4 separate regions of the Mus musculus genome follow, and all the other regions are linked to region 1. The links are chromatin contacts, called in public HiChIP or PLAC-seq and promoter capture Hi-C maps. All regions are on one chromosome and are shown on one strand. The core of a region is the stretch at or near the end of the contact, and the rest is flanking DNA. Distances in the headings are between cores, read along the strand shown. Region 1 holds the start of Snx10 (sorting nexin 10). Region 2 holds the start of Hoxa10 (homeobox A10). Region 3 holds the start of Hoxa3 (homeobox A3). Region 4 holds the start of Hottip (Hoxa distal transcript antisense RNA).

Region 1 (3,798 bases), core at 588-3,087:
GTGTCTGAAGACAGCTACAGTGTACTAACATATAGTAAATAAATAAATCTTTTAAAAAAAGTGCTTTGTCCCCAGTGGGTGGTACTGTTTGGGAGGGATTAGAAGGTATGGCCTTTTGGGAGGAGGTGTGTCACTGGGAGTGGGCTTTGAGGTTTCAAAAGCTGACAGCATTGCTAATGAGCTCTCACTGCCTCATGGTTGTGGATCAAGGTGAGCTCCAGTTACTGGTCCAGCAAATGCCCACCTGCCCTCTGCCATTCTCCCATTATGATGGTGTGAAACTGTGAGCTCAATAAACTCATCGTCTTTAAGGTGCCTTGGTCATTGTGTCTTATCACGGTGACAGAAAAGTAACTAAGACAGAAGTTGGTTCCTAATACAACCAAGCTTCAAACATGCTATGATCCTTCTGCCTCCAGCTCCTGAATGCTGAGATTGCACACGTGTTTCAGTCATTACCGTGCTAAATCCATAAATGTTGTAAATCTTAAATGCATTGTCAAACACTGGGCAGAGTGTGCACACCTTTAATCCCAGCACTTGGGAGGCAGAGGCAGGCGGATCTCTGTGAGTTCGAAACCATCCTGGTCTACATAGAGTTCCAGGACAGCTATATATATTAAGACCATGTCTTAAATAAACACAAAACCAAACAAACAAAAACAAAATATAACAAATTCTATTGTCCTCCAATACTGTATACTAACATATTGTAGTTTAAAACCAGCTATTGAGTACTTAAAGTATAAAGTAAATGACTATTCCATTAGGGTGAATTTTTGTAGACATTACTTGAACATAGGTTTGAAATGTGCCCAGATTGCTTAAAACAATACATTAAGATCCTAGGCTTAAGCTGTATAAATATCACATATTCAATTCTCAATCTCCAGGGCTAAATGCTCTCATAGTAAAGTTTTTGTACTTTTTTTTTTTTTGGTTTTTCAAGACAGGGTTTCTCTGTGTATTCTTGGCTGTCCTGGAACTCACTTTGTAGACCAGGCTGGCCTTAAACTCAAAAATCTGTGAGTTCCAAGACAGCCAGGGGTATAAGGAGAAACGCTGTCTCGAAAAACAAACAAACATACAAAAAGCAAAACAAACGATGGTTGCATGTATTATAGTTTGGGTGCAATTTTAGGTCATTAAATACCAATGATGCAAAAAAAAAAAAAAAAAAAAAACAATGATGCAGCACTCAGAGATACGAGTCTAAGATAAGACATTGCATTTTGGCAAGTTTTGTTCAGGAGGTCAGTGTAGCTATGGAATATAGTCATGGACAACTTTTCTAGGAGGATGCTGGATGGTCCAAGATTCGCTGAGTCTTTCTTTTTTGTCCTTAGATTTATTTATTTTATTTTATGACTGTTTTGGCTTCCTGGATGTATGTGCACCACGTGAGTGCTAGGGCAGAAGAGGGTGGTGACTGGAGTTAAAGGCAGTTGTGAGCTACTGTATGGATGCTGGGAGCCAGGTCCTTTGCAAGGGCAAAAAGTGCTCTCAGCCTTGAGCCATGCACACAGGTGGGTGAGAGCCAGCTCAGATGATCTATAGGAACCGGACATATCTTTGGCAGACTCTCATAGCTTTCTCCTCATCGTACATGAAAACACATTTTTTAAAAAGTTACGGAGATATTAAAAATATTGTTATAGCAAACAGTATATGCCCTCCATCGAGATCCTGCTAACATCTAGTCATGCTTGTTTGTTATTGGCTTCTCTCATCTTGATTCCTCACTGCTGGGTAGGGAGAAAGACCCGCTAGCTAGGTGGCCTTTCCTACGTTAAGGCTGGCAGTGGCGGGTGGGGGTGGGGGGCGGCGGCGGGCGCGCAGGGCGGGGCGGGGCGCTGCGTGCGCTGGACGCGGGGCTGCGCTCCTCGGGTTCGCTCTTAGGCGCTCGTCGCCGCCGCGCCTTGAGTCAGCAAACTCCGCCGTGCTCCGGGCCGGGCGTTCAGAACCGCGTGTGAGTAAACTGAGCCTTAGGGAGGGAGTCGGGTGGCGGGCGCCGCGCCTGCCCCGGCACCTGCTCAGCTCGGCTGGGGACGCCGGGGCTGCTGGAGCGAGCAGGTTCTCTCCCCGACCCCCACTTCTTTCCGAATACAAGGCCAGGCACCTTTGAGTTTAGAGGCTGGGAGGGCCAGGGGAGGTTTTTTTTTTTTTTTTTTCTCTTTCATGGGATTGTGGGATTGATGGAAAAGGCCGCGGAGGAAACCCACGCTGATGAGCTGATGATCGGGTTTGCTGAGATTGGGAAGCAACAGCCTGTTTTATCGGTTCTGGACACATCACACTCCTTTGCTAAAATTACAAGTATTGTTAAGGGGATGGTCACGGGATGTCTGCTTCCGCAAAGCACAGGCGCGTGGAGAGCGATGGATCAGAAATTGAGAACACTGATCTCAATTTTCGTGATCTCCATCAACCCTTTTAGTTTGCGACAGGGGAAACCAAGGTCTGCAAGGGTGGAGCAGCATGCACCCGGTGGGAGGGGTGTGTGAAAATCCCTCTCGTCCGGGGAGTGGGCTTGTGGGAGTGGCCGGAAGTGGGCTGGGGGTATTATGGAACTCCTTCAACCAGTGGCCAATCGGGGGGGGGGGGGGAGGGGGGCTTTTCTGGAGGAGGAGAAGGAGGAGGTTAAGTATCCTGGCAACAATCAAGCGTGACTTCGCTTGATTCCTGTCGCTAAGGCAAGGATACAACGGGACAGTCATTCGGGTTGCACCCAACCTCTCCGTGTCTTCCTCCCTTCTGATCCTGGGAATAGGCCCATGGTCTTGAGCATGTCATTAGCAAGCATTTTACCACTGCGCTGCACCCCAGCTCCCGTTTATTTTTAAAGGAGTGGTTGACTGACAGACTGTTTTGAATAGCGATATAAGTGTAGATATATTTAGAAGTGACTGTGTGGAGATGTTCAAGACCTCATTAGCAGTTTCCTCAAGTTATCCAGACCATCCATCCCGGGTTCTGTCAGTGCATTCTTAGCTACAGACACGGGCCTGACTGGCACTGCCCTAAAGAAGGTGTGCCCATGGTGGTGGTGGGGTGGGGTTGCAGCCTTCTGGCCTGCGTGCTTCTTTCTCCACTGCTCTGAACTGTTACCCACTTCCTTTACTTCACTGATGGGAAGACCTTCCGAGTTTGGGGTCTTGAAATAAGCGCCATCATGCTTTCTGTGTTAAAGTGTTTCCTTTGCCACACAGTCCTCATTTCTCTCTCTCTCTTAGTCCAGGCATGGCACTACTTTCATTTTTGAGTTAAGCAATTGGGGAACTAGTTTGTTTTTCCTCTTTTGGTATTGGGGCTGGGATGTAACAACCACCTGAGAATAGGGTCCAGCCTATAAAAGAAGGGCCTTGGCTGAAGTGATGGTGGCCAAGTGGAATGTCCCTTAGATTTTAGGGCTGTTATTTATCACCAAAGGACTTTTTTTTTTTTTTTTGAAATATAATAGGTATGAGTTAACATTTAAGCTCTCTATACCATGTTCCAGCTAGAAGCTATATAGGACATTGTGTTAGCCACAACTTCTGGTTTCAGACCCTTCTGAGTTGAATTCTTGGTGCCCTTGTTTGCTACTTAAGTCATTGCTGGCAGGTCAGGTCAGGCGTGATGGTGCATATCTGTAATCAGGACACTTGGGAGGTGGCAGCAAGAGGATCAGGGGTTTCAGGCCATCCTTATGAGTCCTTGTCTCAAAAATGACAAAACTCTGTCCTGGAGCTCACGATGTAGATCTGGCTTACCTTGAACTAAGAGATCTCCTTGCCTCTGCTTCCCAAGTGCTGCTCT
Region 2 (3,607 bases), core at 893-3,392, 710 kb after region 1:
TACAGAGGGGAAGGTTAAGTCGAGGCCACTCGGGCTGTATGAGGGGGGTGAATTCCGGGTCTTTCCCATTTAGTGGGATGCCCGAAGTCATAGAGAGAGGGTTATGCCCTCCCTCCTTTTGCAAGAAATCCCTCCAAAAAGGCATGACAAAATCGGCCTCAAATCCACACCCGGTCCTCCCAATTTACATTTTCCTCTACTTTTTTCCAGGCACCTGTTTTAGCACCACGCCGCGGGGCGCTGAGAGAATGAAAGGCCGGAGGAGGCGAGGCCGTACATCTTGAACTTAACGCCTTTCTCTGCCTCTCACCCAGGGGCAGGGAAGCATTTCCTGCCGGCCCCCAAGCTGGGGTAAGGGAATGCTTCTTTGGACGAGAGGCTGGCAGCTCCACTGGCTTACCCTAGCCTCCTAGATCGCCCCAGGCTAGAGGAGAAGGGCATAGTTGGGCCAATGGGGAAGTTCCAAAAACCCGATTCTGGGGTCAAGGGCTTGGGTTTGGCTCCTGTCCCTCCAAGTAACCGGAGTGTGAAGCTGGGCAGCACCAGATTCCAGGAGAAGGGGAATGGCCATTCCTAGGTTTTCAGCTCTGGGCCCAAGCGTTCCGGCCGAATTTGTCTTTTCTTTTTTCTTACAACCAGGACTCCCGCCCCTCCAGAAACTTTGAAAAACGCATGGGGGATCGTAAACTCGAACTTCGCCGGTTAATGGGCTTATTTATTGGCTCTGGCGGCTGCTTATTTTGGATGCCTTACAAACATCCGTGCTATCTGCAAGCGAGCCACTTTTCCTCCCTGCCCCTCCCCCCCGCGTGGGCCGCGCTGAGCAGGCTGGGCTAAGGACCAGGGCTTGGGGGTACTCAGGGCCACGAGAAAGTGCAAGCACGGGAGGAGGGCTGCTCGCTGGTGTTCTCATCCCCCAAGTCTGGGTGAGCAGGGGCCAGAGCTGAGGACGTCTTGGTGTGGGGCCCTAAGCCGGACGTGGATTTTTACAGCATCCCCACGCCCAAATATTAAAAACAAGTTCAGAAGGTCAGCCTGCCGTCAGTTTGGGCCAAGGCCTACGGCTGCCGCGCGGGCTTCTGGTCCTCTGCTCCTTCCTTGTGGGTCTGTCTGTCTGTCTGTCTGCCCGTCTGACTTGAGCCCTCGGTTGAGCTCTGCTTACCCAGGGAGTCCTTCTCCGGCGAAGCTTTACTGTTTTCTGAAGGGGCTGGAGACAGCTCCTCAGCCGCCGAGGATGACGCGTGTGCCTCCTCGTCGCCCTGCGAGCCGCCGCCACCGGTGCAAACCAGAGTGGGTGGTGGCGTGGAGTCTAGGACTCGCTCCTTCCCGGCTGCCTCGGTCGAGCCAGAGGCCAGTGCGGGCGGCGGGTCGAAACCGCGCCCCGGGGGCTGCGCAGGAAAGGGACTAGCGAGCTGCTGCGTGCCGCCGCCGCCACTGCCGAAGCCCTTGGCCGTGCCGTAGGCCTGCGACAGGCGGAAGTAGCCGGGTACTGGCACTCCGCTGGAGGCGCCCAGGGCGCAGCCGTCGGGCGGCGGGCCCCGCGGGAAAGGGGCCAGATCAGCGGCGGCCGAGCCCTTGGGGCATTTGTCCGCAGCATCGTAGAGGCAGTAGGAGCTCTCTTCTTTGATGTTCTGCGCAAAAGAACACGAAGTGGCCTGTGGCTGGGGTTGAGGTGGCTGCGGCGGGGGCGGCGGCGGCTGCTGCTGCTGCTGCTGGGGTTGTGGCTGCGGTGGCGGCGGCCCGTCGGGCGGCTCCATCCGGCAGGAGCGGGGCGCGTCCAGCCACAGGTCTAGGGGCGCGGGCGCGTAGCCATGCGTCCCAGGACCCAGGCCCCCGCTGCCACCACCGCCACCGCCTCCGGGCGACGGCGCTTCATTACGCTTGCTGCCCAGCGCGGGGAAGAGCCCGCAGCTTTGCAGCCCGTAGGGCAGGTCGCTGGCAGGCGGCAGGTAGACCCCACCGTGGGCGTAGTAGCCACCTCCACCGCCCCCCGCGCTACCGCCACCAACACCAGCCTCGCCTCTGCCTGAGCTGATGAGCGAGTCGACCAAAAAGGAGTTCGCGGCAGGGCTCTCCGAGCATGACATTGTTGTGGGATAATTTGGCGAAGGGAGCAGATAGCCCTTTCTGGCTGACATTTCTTGTGCAAAACATGCTGAATACGATTAGCAATCCCCCCCGCACCGCGGCGGGCGCTTGCAGCCAATCCCGAGCCAGAGTTTCCACGCGACCACTCCCAGTTTGGTTTCGTAGGCGCGGGGCCGCTCTCTGAGGGCGCCCTCGGAGCCCGCGATTGATATAAATATGTAATCTGTATTGATGGGCCAGAAGACGCACGCCTGACACCTATGGCTCAAAGGCCGGAACTGTGGGGGCTGCCTCAAAGTGGAGGTTGGGGGACCTGGCTCTTGAACCTGTACCCCCCCCCCCCCCATGCAAGGGACTATTTGGAAGCACCCTTGGGCTCTGCGCTGTTAACAAGTGGAGTGTTTATGATGTGCACCCCAGCCAACCTTGGGTGCTCCCATGTCTGCTATGGAGTGGCCATGAGTCCCCGTCGCCTTGATCATTTAAACGGGCCCTGTAGCAGGCTAGCTATCCTATACATTTCTGGGCCTGGAGCTGGCCTCAATTCTTAAGTTTGGCTTCCCAAAGTGGCTGGTAAAAAAGTCATACTAAGGCTGTCAAGATCTTTGGACGGTCCAGAACCTACAGTAAACCAGTACGGCCTCAAACATCTCACAAAGAATGAATATTGTCCGAAATCCATCGGCCGATGATCAATGCCTGGATCCTCTGTCCTCACTGTCTTACACCATCCTCTGGTCAGTGAAGGTTTTTCTCCTTCACTGTGATCAATCGGTTCATGCTCTCTACTCCTGTCATCCAACCTTGCACAGCTGCCTTAGTGAGGTGAAAAATCAATAGACTGGCAAGAGCCCACCACCACCACCACCACCACTCCCGACCTCCCAAACCACAGTTCAGAGGCAAACGCATACTCCCCATCCTCTACCTTTAGAGGACTAGAATGCTGGCTTTGGGTCTCTGGCCTTTCTGTGCTGGCAGAACTGGAAGGAAAACCTTGGGAGAATGTGTCTAGCAAATACCTCCGCCACACTGCTTTCTCTCTCGCTCTCCTTTGAGCCTAAACATTCCTTGGCTCCAGGAGGTTCTGACCAAACCTGTCTGTACCCCACTCTACCCCCAAAGACATGGCGAGGGCAGTCCTTTTCCCAGCCATTTTTGTCGTATACTGTGCACATTTTAACAAGGTGGTGATGAGGAAGTCCATTCCCTAGGAGGCTGAGCTGGGTTTGGGCCCTATTATAAGAGACTCTAGAGCCCAGGGTGCTACCTTTGGGCAATTGAAAATGGTCAGCCTACGGCATGCTAGCCCCCAAATGTGGACCTTATATCAAACTTAGGAAAGGTGACCTTTTTCGGCAGGATCCATGGAGCTTGCATAGTGGATGCTTTACTTCTGACCTGTGGGTTACAGGGTCTCCAGGATGCCCCAGTCCTGCCAGCTCCAGTTGGAACTAGAGAGCTACTGACTGCCCAGGACCCTTGAACCACATTGTTCAGACCTCTGCAAATGGCAGGG
Region 3 (3,386 bases), core at 375-2,874, 690 kb after region 1:
GGACAGAAGCAGCCATGACCAGCCAGGCGGCCTGTACAAACAGTCTCCATGGTGCTGGGTTAGGGGAGAGGGAAGGACCCGAATCTATTCCAGCGGCTGAGCTTTCTGTCATGGGTAGCCGAAGCAAGAAGATTTCACAGCCAAATAAACCCTTGGAGACTGCCCCTCAGGTCCCCTTTTGTGCCCCCCTTCCCCTGCTTCTGGGGATTCTGAGGGGCCCGTACAGCAGTCGCGCCAGGCTCAAAGAGGCGGGACGCTGCTGGCGCCGGTCCCGGCGACGGCCACAGCGTGGCAGCAGCGAGCTCCCTGTTCGGTCGCAATAAATAATCCGCCTGCGGCAGCCGCAGTCAGGCAGCCAGCGGCCCTAGGAGGCAAATGCGGCGCTTTATCTGCCCCTGCCCGGGGCGCATCCACAGAGCTGTCCGGCGGCAAACATTCCAAGCATCTACACGTCCTTCTTAATTGTCTGGCCTAGGCCGACATACTATCTTGAGATAGGAAAACAGCAGCAGCAACAACAACCAAAAACCAAATAAACAAAAAAGAACCATAGCCAGGGAACTCGCGACTGATGCTTGGGTAGCTCTGTCTCCCGGGGGCAAATCTAACCTGGTCAGACCCGCTTTCAGGCCCACCCACCATGACTGGTGCCACCGTGCCATGCAAAGCCATTGCTAGGCCCGCAGCTCTTAGTGCTGTCTCGCTGCTAGCTGTAGTCCTCTCGCTGGAAGCCGGGGAGGTGGAGGACCGTGGACACCAACCTGCCACTGTACTTAGGTGGCTTGGGACTGCGACCCTGCTATTGCCCAGACACCATTTTGCAACCTTCCCTCAGAAACCTCAGATGTGCTCCTTCCACCTGCGTCAACACAGCAGCCCCTGCACGGAAACATCACCCCCTCACCTTAGCACCCAATTAACTCGGTTCTCTCCTCCAACACAGAATTCCACACACGCATCTAGCCCCTCTTCCAGGGCTCGAGAAATCACTCTAACCAGAAAACCGGGCAAACGAAGCAGGCAACCATCGGAGAACTCTGAATTAGTAAGTTTTGTTTCTGTGTTTGCTTCCTTTCCTAGCCCCCACAGGAAAAAACAGTGTGCCGAAGCTAACAAAACGCCCGTGCTACTTTGCTCGCCTCTCCGTCCTCGTTCCCAGGTTGGGAACTACCTCTGGCTATTGGGGAAGTCAGTTGAATCAATTGGGTCACGAATGAAATAATCCCAAACCCCAGAGGCCAGTAGGGAACAGTAGAATGCCAAATGACTTCCTTTGGGGCTTCCCGAGGGTCACTGGGGAATGGAGGGGGGAGGGGGCGAAGACCCAAGCGGTGCTGCGCCGTGCCAAGGCGCTGTGCCACAGAGGGAAGGCTGATCCGCCTTGAGGGAGGAGGGAAAAGGAGTGATTGTAGGTGGTGGCGGTAGTGGGTGAGAATGAGTGACGTGTTTGGACTGTGGTGTATATTGGGGCTGAAAATGAAAGGACAGTACTGAAAGAGCGTGAAAAAGGCCCCTTTTCAAAGTCGTTCCTGGTGCCCTCTCTTACCACTGTAGTACCTCACCCACCTTTGCCCTGTCTCCTTCCCACAGGTCTCACCTTCAGACCGCGGCTCCCAGAAGCTTCTGCCTCTCTGACAGCTGTCGCTTCGGCAGCCCAAGAGACGAATTGTCCTCCTTCCTGGTGCCAGAGGACGCAGGAAATTAGCCAGGTTGCAAGTTGCAAAGCAGCGGCGGCTGCTCCAGGAACTGGACGCGCTCCACCTCCAGCGACAACGGCTGGCCTGGGCCTGGCAGCGGCTTCCCCTCGCTCGCCATCGCCGGACAAAGCGCAGCCCAGGCAGGCTGGCAAGGCAGAGCTCCGAAGCACGCAGGATGGAGCGGAGCAAAAGAATGCGGCTCTATTCTCGCAAGGGAAATTATAAAAAAGTTCATGTTCACGGTTCCTATCCACATGACCGACAGCGGCCAATGGAAGGGCCGAACAACTCATAAAGTTGTATTGCAAAGTTGTAAATTTTCATAAACAACAACGGATTTATGACCCTTTCCCCATCACTAAGAGGAGGCGGCTCTTACACAGACGCCATCTTACCACCGAGTCTGTCCCGATTTGGGGCTGCAGGTTTTTCAGACCCTTTTAGGTCCGATTTTATTTAAAAAAAAAAAAAAAAAAAAAAGTCCTAAGAAACTGGCCCAGCCTAGTCAGGGGATAAGAATGGAGACCTTCGCGGGCCCAGCTCAGGATGCTCTAAGCTACTTCCACCGCCTCTCGCCCCTGGTCTCTCACCGCTAGCCCCTTCCCCAGCCACAGTCCTTCCTCAGCAACAGGACTTGGACTTGGTTGCGCCGCAGGGTTTGAGGCCCATGTCGTCCAAGAATCCCTCAGCTGCAGTGTTGGACCCTGGGGCATCCTCACCCTTTCTGAAGGCTAAGTGGGGGTACTGCAGCAGGGACCCTGAATTCCATGTCTTTCCTACCCCTGGACTGTACTCAGGACGCATGTGGAATCCGGGATCAATTGGAGGGTAGGTAATACCCTTTTAGAGCTCAGTCTACACCTTTAGAGGAAAGTTGAATTTGGAATTCGTTCATGGAATTTATGAAAGTTTGAGAGGCCGTAGATAGAATATGTAGCATTAACAAATAGTCTTTTTTCAATGGATCTAAATAGATATTGGTGCACATACAATAGCCAGACAAAAACCATCTACAAAGAGGAAGGCATATATACAATTATAGTCACAGAAAAACACAGAAACCCACACACACAATTATAGACATGAGAAATGTTGATGCACACGCATGTGTGTGGGAATGCATACAATTATAACTATAAGCAAGCACACAGAGAAATAGAAATGTGCTTAAGTACACATAAAAACATGTGAAAAGAGACATGATACATTTGTCCATGAATAGCTAAAATTTGGACTCAGGGACAGTGGCTCTGCATTTGTTTCCCGTGTCTCTTTGGCCTACAGCCAGGGCTGGTCCTTCAGCTATGGCCACTTCCCCTTGCACAAGACCCTCTGGATAAAGCAGTCCGTGTTTCTTTGTCACCAAGCATCTTTATTGTTACATAAAACACAGGTAGCTGGGCTGGGAAGCGTGCCTTCTCTGAACCCCAGGCTGGGGGGTGGGACGGGACATGAGGAGACAAGGGAGATGATGGCCCCGGTGGGTGCTGGACTTCCCCCACCCACTACAGAATTAGTTCAATACAACACACCATGCTACAAAGTCACCCCATTAAAACATCCTTCCAAAGTCAAGACATTCCTTTACAAATGAGCTCCAAGATTATAGAAATGACAACAACACAAAAAAAATCTGGTTCAAATATACAGTATTTGTCCTTGTAGGAAAAGTCAGGGTATACATATTTG
Region 4 (3,698 bases), core at 578-3,077, 740 kb after region 1:
AGCGGGAGGCTCCGGCTCGGCTCCGCGCTGGGCCCGCCGTCCCCGCCGCCGCCCGCGCGGTCCTCTGCGCCAGCTCTAGCTCCCGCCGCGCGGCCGCGCAGCAGTCACCCACGGAGGAGGCGGGGGTGGGTGGGGGGGAGAAACTAGGGCGGGTGGGGCTGGGAACACAGGGACCCCGATCCCTTCCCGGGTTTCGCGCGGAGGTTGGGAGGGGCAGTGAGCGGCTGCGGTTGGGGTGCGACCTGAGGTCGTGGGGACAAGTCAGGTAAATTCTCCAGTGGCCAGGAATGAGGGTTTGCCTTGGCCTTGGACTGGCCCAGGATGTCCTGGCATGTTTTAGGGACCTCTGGGGCTGTTTTCTTTCCAGGGATGGATACATCTTTCTGCAGCTAGACCCTCCCAAGGATGTGGGAGCTTTCGCCTGGCCGAGATTGCACTCCCCACCCCCCCCTGGGGAACAAGGGCGTTTGTTTCCTGTTGGTTCCAGGAGAAGTCTGGAGCAAGGGTCCCAGGACATTTCTCTGGGAAGTTTGGGCTGCATTTGGGAGCTCCCTTCCCTGTTCTCAGGCTCTAGAGGACAATTTCAATTAGGCCTAAGGACTCAGAAGATCAGAACAACTAATTGTATCTCCTACACTCATCACACACGCGAGCGCAAATATTCGCGCGCGCGCACACACACACACACACACACACACACACACACACACACACACAGAGAGAGAGAGAGAGAGAGAGAGAGAGAGAGAGAGAGAGAGAGAGAGAGAGAGAGAGATGCATACTGCCACATTGTCCAACTTGTATATACAGCTCGCTATTCATTCCGATGCAGCAGCTATTCTCTCTGGTCCGCAGAGGATTTCAGATGAAGAAAGCACCATTCACTCACACTCCTGTCTCAGGAGTCCGGCTGCCTTTTCCTGAAGGGGTTTAAGAGGAACAGGCCCCAGCTGGGCTGCTGGCTGGAACTCCAGCCACGGTTCTGGGACTTCCTACAAGTCACTCCATAGATCCTGAGTTGGACACTTCAGACACCTGGCAATCCACTGTTGCATTCCGTTTTGGGGAAAGAGAAAAAGGCTCTTTGGGATCCTTTCATGGTTTTTCTCCTAATAGGGGCTCAGCCTGTAGTGGGTTCAAGGTGCCGGGGTTCAGCTGATGAGTTCCTCTGTACCTTGAGCTTGGTGGGGTGTTTGTATTGGGAGAGCAACGTTTGGATGCAGTGTTTTGATAAAGGATTCTGGGGACCCTGCCTCCTTAGGACTACATGCATTTCTGGTTGTGCAAGTGTGAACTGGTCAGACATCCAGAGGGGAACAAATGGTCAAAGTGAAAGTGGTGCGTTCTGGAAAATATAGACTGGGAAGAGTTCTGTACTATCTTTGCTCAAATGCTCTGGTAGGCAGCCAGGCTTGGACCTGTTCTCTAGTCCTAGCTTGTAGACTTAGCCCTAAGCTAGAGCATCAGACATACCACCCAATTCATCTGCTGCTCTGTAAGCCCCCTGGGCTTCTGGTAAGATTGGGACCAGTAAGGCGAGGCTCAGGCTTTTATCTGCCCGGATCCTGGGTTTGTTCTGACTAATGTTAAGTGTCGCCCAATAAAACCTTCCCTGATCCCCACACCCAATTCTCCCCCACACCCAGGGAGTCCTTTCTCTCCTGACTTTAGCGGTCCTGGGTAAATATTGATTTGCCCCGAGTTTACCTTCTTACTGCCTGACCATTTGCAGACTAAAGAACCAACCTCTGTGAAGACTTGATTTCTGTGTTACTTTGGAGCCCTTTTCATCCGTCCCCCCACTCCTTCCTCCCTCTAAGTGGCATTGTAAAACTCAACAGTGACAAAGAGACGAAGTACGGTTCCAGGCTCCAATTCTCGGAGACTCTCGGAGACTCGAGGGCAGTTTACATACAGGTCAGACACGCTGGAGGCCAAGGTCAAGTTGAAAGTTGCTGTCTAGTCAGCGTGAGAAACTACAATGAAAGCCCAGAGACAGAGCCGACTGCCCACCTCCCCTCGCTCTCAATTCCCCCATCCTTTGCTATCTGGCTTCTGGCTCTGTTTGGTTTCTCAGCATCTTTTTTTTTTCCCTCTCTCTTTGTAGAGTTTTGGGGGCGGTGTTTACAGGCTGGACTGGTTCTTTTCTGTCGGCCGCCCTGCTCTTAGCTGGGTTTCTGAACCTCCGAAGTTTTCCAGCTAGGTTCGGAAAAAACGAAAACACAGCTCAGGAAGGCTCCACCAGCCGATGCCTATGCCAGTTCACCTCTGGCAGTGGCTGTACTGCTGGTCCACACAGCAGCCAAGACCAGCTCCACGTTCTTTCCTCCCCCTCAGTTCACTGGAGCCGGGAGCCCTGCACTCAGGGGAAGGGCCTCAGCTCTACAGACTGCCAAAGTCGGCTGGGTCCCTCCGGCTCCAAAAATGGTGAGAAAGGAACTCATCTTTTTCCACAGAGGAATCAGAAGCAGGTTTGTCTGGGAAGAACGAAGCAGCGGGGAGGCTTTGGGCTGCATCTTTGAATTCAGTGGGCTTTGCTTCCTACACGTGGTATCCCTGTCGTGGAAGGACTTGGAATGTGAATTACTGAAGTTTATATTTTCTTATCAATTTAAAAGAGAGAGAGAGAAAACCCAAGACAGAATTATTTAGAGAAAGTAGCATCCTTGTTCTCCCCCTGTCTTAAATCTCATACATTGATGTGGATTTTCTACTAGGCTTGTATCAAGGGCATAGGAGCATATCTAGCTCCTTCTCCCTTTCCTGGGTTGCTTCTTCACTGTTTTAAAGTATCTGCATGTCCTGCTAGTAATTGAGCTGTAGGCATCATTGGAAATTGTTTCTCATATTAGAATGAACTCTGGGAATAATTTGGGGTAAGACTTTCTAGAAATTCTACTCACTGTAAAACAGCAATTCCTCAGACTTTCAGAGGGAGAGAAGAGATTCATTAATGGTTTCTTATACAATGCTCCAGACTATACCAGACCAGCTTGGTGTGGGAAAAGAACGGCTGGAGGATGAAGCCTGACTCTTAAAGAGCCAGCAGTCTCATCCAGTGTTCTTCCTCATTTACCAAAGGCACAGGGAAAATTTGTGTGTCTGTCCAGCTGGCAGGGCCTGACTTTCTGAGCTCTTTTTGTCTTCAGGCTTGGGGTTCTTCTTGCAGAAACACCAACAACTTAACATGGTTCTCCATGGCTTAGGGAAGAGAAGTCAGAGCATTCACGGTCACCTTCAGACAATAGTGGCCATAGGAGCTCTGGAGCCAAGAGCCAGGCTGGGGTGGAAGCTAGAGAAGTCTCCACTGATGCCCCAGTTTTGTCTGATGCATGCAGATTTCTCAGCGAAGGCCTTCAAGGGCAGCATGGCTACAGCCCAGCCTTTGTTCAAGGGGTCTCCATAGGTTTTCCTAAGCTCTTGGTTTTACTAGTCAAACCTGGGTCCATTGGCGCTGACAGCCCTCTTGCATCTGGCCTGATTTGGCTGCATTTTTTTTTTTTTTTTTCTTGATAGAGGACTCCTGACCAACCAGGATTACAGGACCCTGGGCTCCTAGACCCTAGGCTCCTAGGGTTGGAGAAGAAAAGGACAAAGGGAACCAAACAGGAGGTCTGATCAGATTTGATTTTCATTTGCAAATTAAATTTACCTGCCCTCACTTTAACTCGGAAGAGGCTGTCAGCACCATTCTCTGG

The links. Promoter capture Hi-C pulls out the DNA fragments that hold promoters and counts their contacts. HiChIP or PLAC-seq counts read pairs in DNA pulled down with a chosen protein or histone mark.
Region 2: a promoter capture Hi-C map of pre-B cells shows a contact between it and region 1, with 4 times the contacts expected there. The contact joins the promoter of Hoxa10 here to the promoter of Snx10 in region 1. A contact is called at or near these places in 8 of 39 promoter capture datasets (the 3T3-L1 cell line, the C10 cell line, embryonic stem cells and 5 more), 1 of 15 datasets of contacts at CTCF or cohesin (embryonic stem cells), 6 of 484 Hi-C or Micro-C datasets (CD4 T cells, CD8 T cells, bone marrow-derived macrophages and 1 more), 8 of 115 datasets of contacts at active chromatin or transcription factors (acute myeloid leukemia, bone marrow-derived macrophages, embryonic stem cells and 3 more) and 3 of 9 other capture datasets (adipose tissue, embryonic stem cells and macrophages).
Region 3: an H3K4me3 HiChIP or PLAC-seq map of stem cell-derived neural progenitor cells shows a contact between it and region 1, with 5 times the contacts expected there. The contact joins the promoter of Hoxa3 here to the promoter of Snx10 in region 1. A contact is called at or near these places in 15 of 39 promoter capture datasets (the 3T3-L1 cell line, the C10 cell line, the HPC-7 cell line and 6 more), 2 of 15 datasets of contacts at CTCF or cohesin (the NIH/3T3 cell line and embryonic stem cells), 11 of 484 Hi-C or Micro-C datasets (CD4 T cells, LSK cells, bone marrow-derived macrophages and 4 more), 13 of 115 datasets of contacts at active chromatin or transcription factors (acute myeloid leukemia, bone marrow-derived macrophages, embryonic hindbrain and 7 more) and 3 of 9 other capture datasets (adipose tissue, embryonic stem cells and macrophages).
Region 4: an HNF4G HiChIP or PLAC-seq map of pancreatic cancer cells shows a contact between it and region 1. The contact joins the promoter of Hottip here to the promoter of Snx10 in region 1. A contact is called at or near these places in 2 of 115 datasets of contacts at active chromatin or transcription factors (pancreatic cancer cells and stem cell-derived neural progenitor cells).

The regions. Positions count from the first base shown.
Region 1 is chr6:51,522,066-51,525,863 of GRCm38.p6, forward strand. Snx10 (sorting nexin 10) reads left to right here and starts at 1,838. Exons shown (of 7, transcript NM_001127349.1): 1 at 1,838-1,969.
Region 2 is chr6:52,232,797-52,236,403 of GRCm38.p6, forward strand. It overlaps Hoxa10 (homeobox A10), which reads right to left and starts at 2,143. Exons shown (of 2, transcript NM_008263.3): 1 at 1,163-2,143. The coding sequence starts at 2,138.
Region 3 is chr6:52,211,443-52,214,828 of GRCm38.p6, forward strand. It overlaps Hoxa3 (homeobox A3), which reads right to left and starts at 1,625. Exons shown (of 5, transcript NM_010452.3): 1 at 1,598-1,625. It overlaps Hoxaas3 (Hoxa cluster antisense RNA 3), which reads left to right. Exons shown (of 3, transcript NR_015611.2): 2 at 944-1,045; 3 at 1,591-2,155. Mira (mistral long non-coding RNA) reads right to left here. Exons shown (of 1, transcript NR_045199.1): 1 at 3,049-3,386.
Region 4 is chr6:52,260,948-52,264,645 of GRCm38.p6, forward strand. Hottip (Hoxa distal transcript antisense RNA) reads left to right here and starts at 1,828. Exons shown (of 2, transcript NR_110442.1): 1 at 1,828-1,917.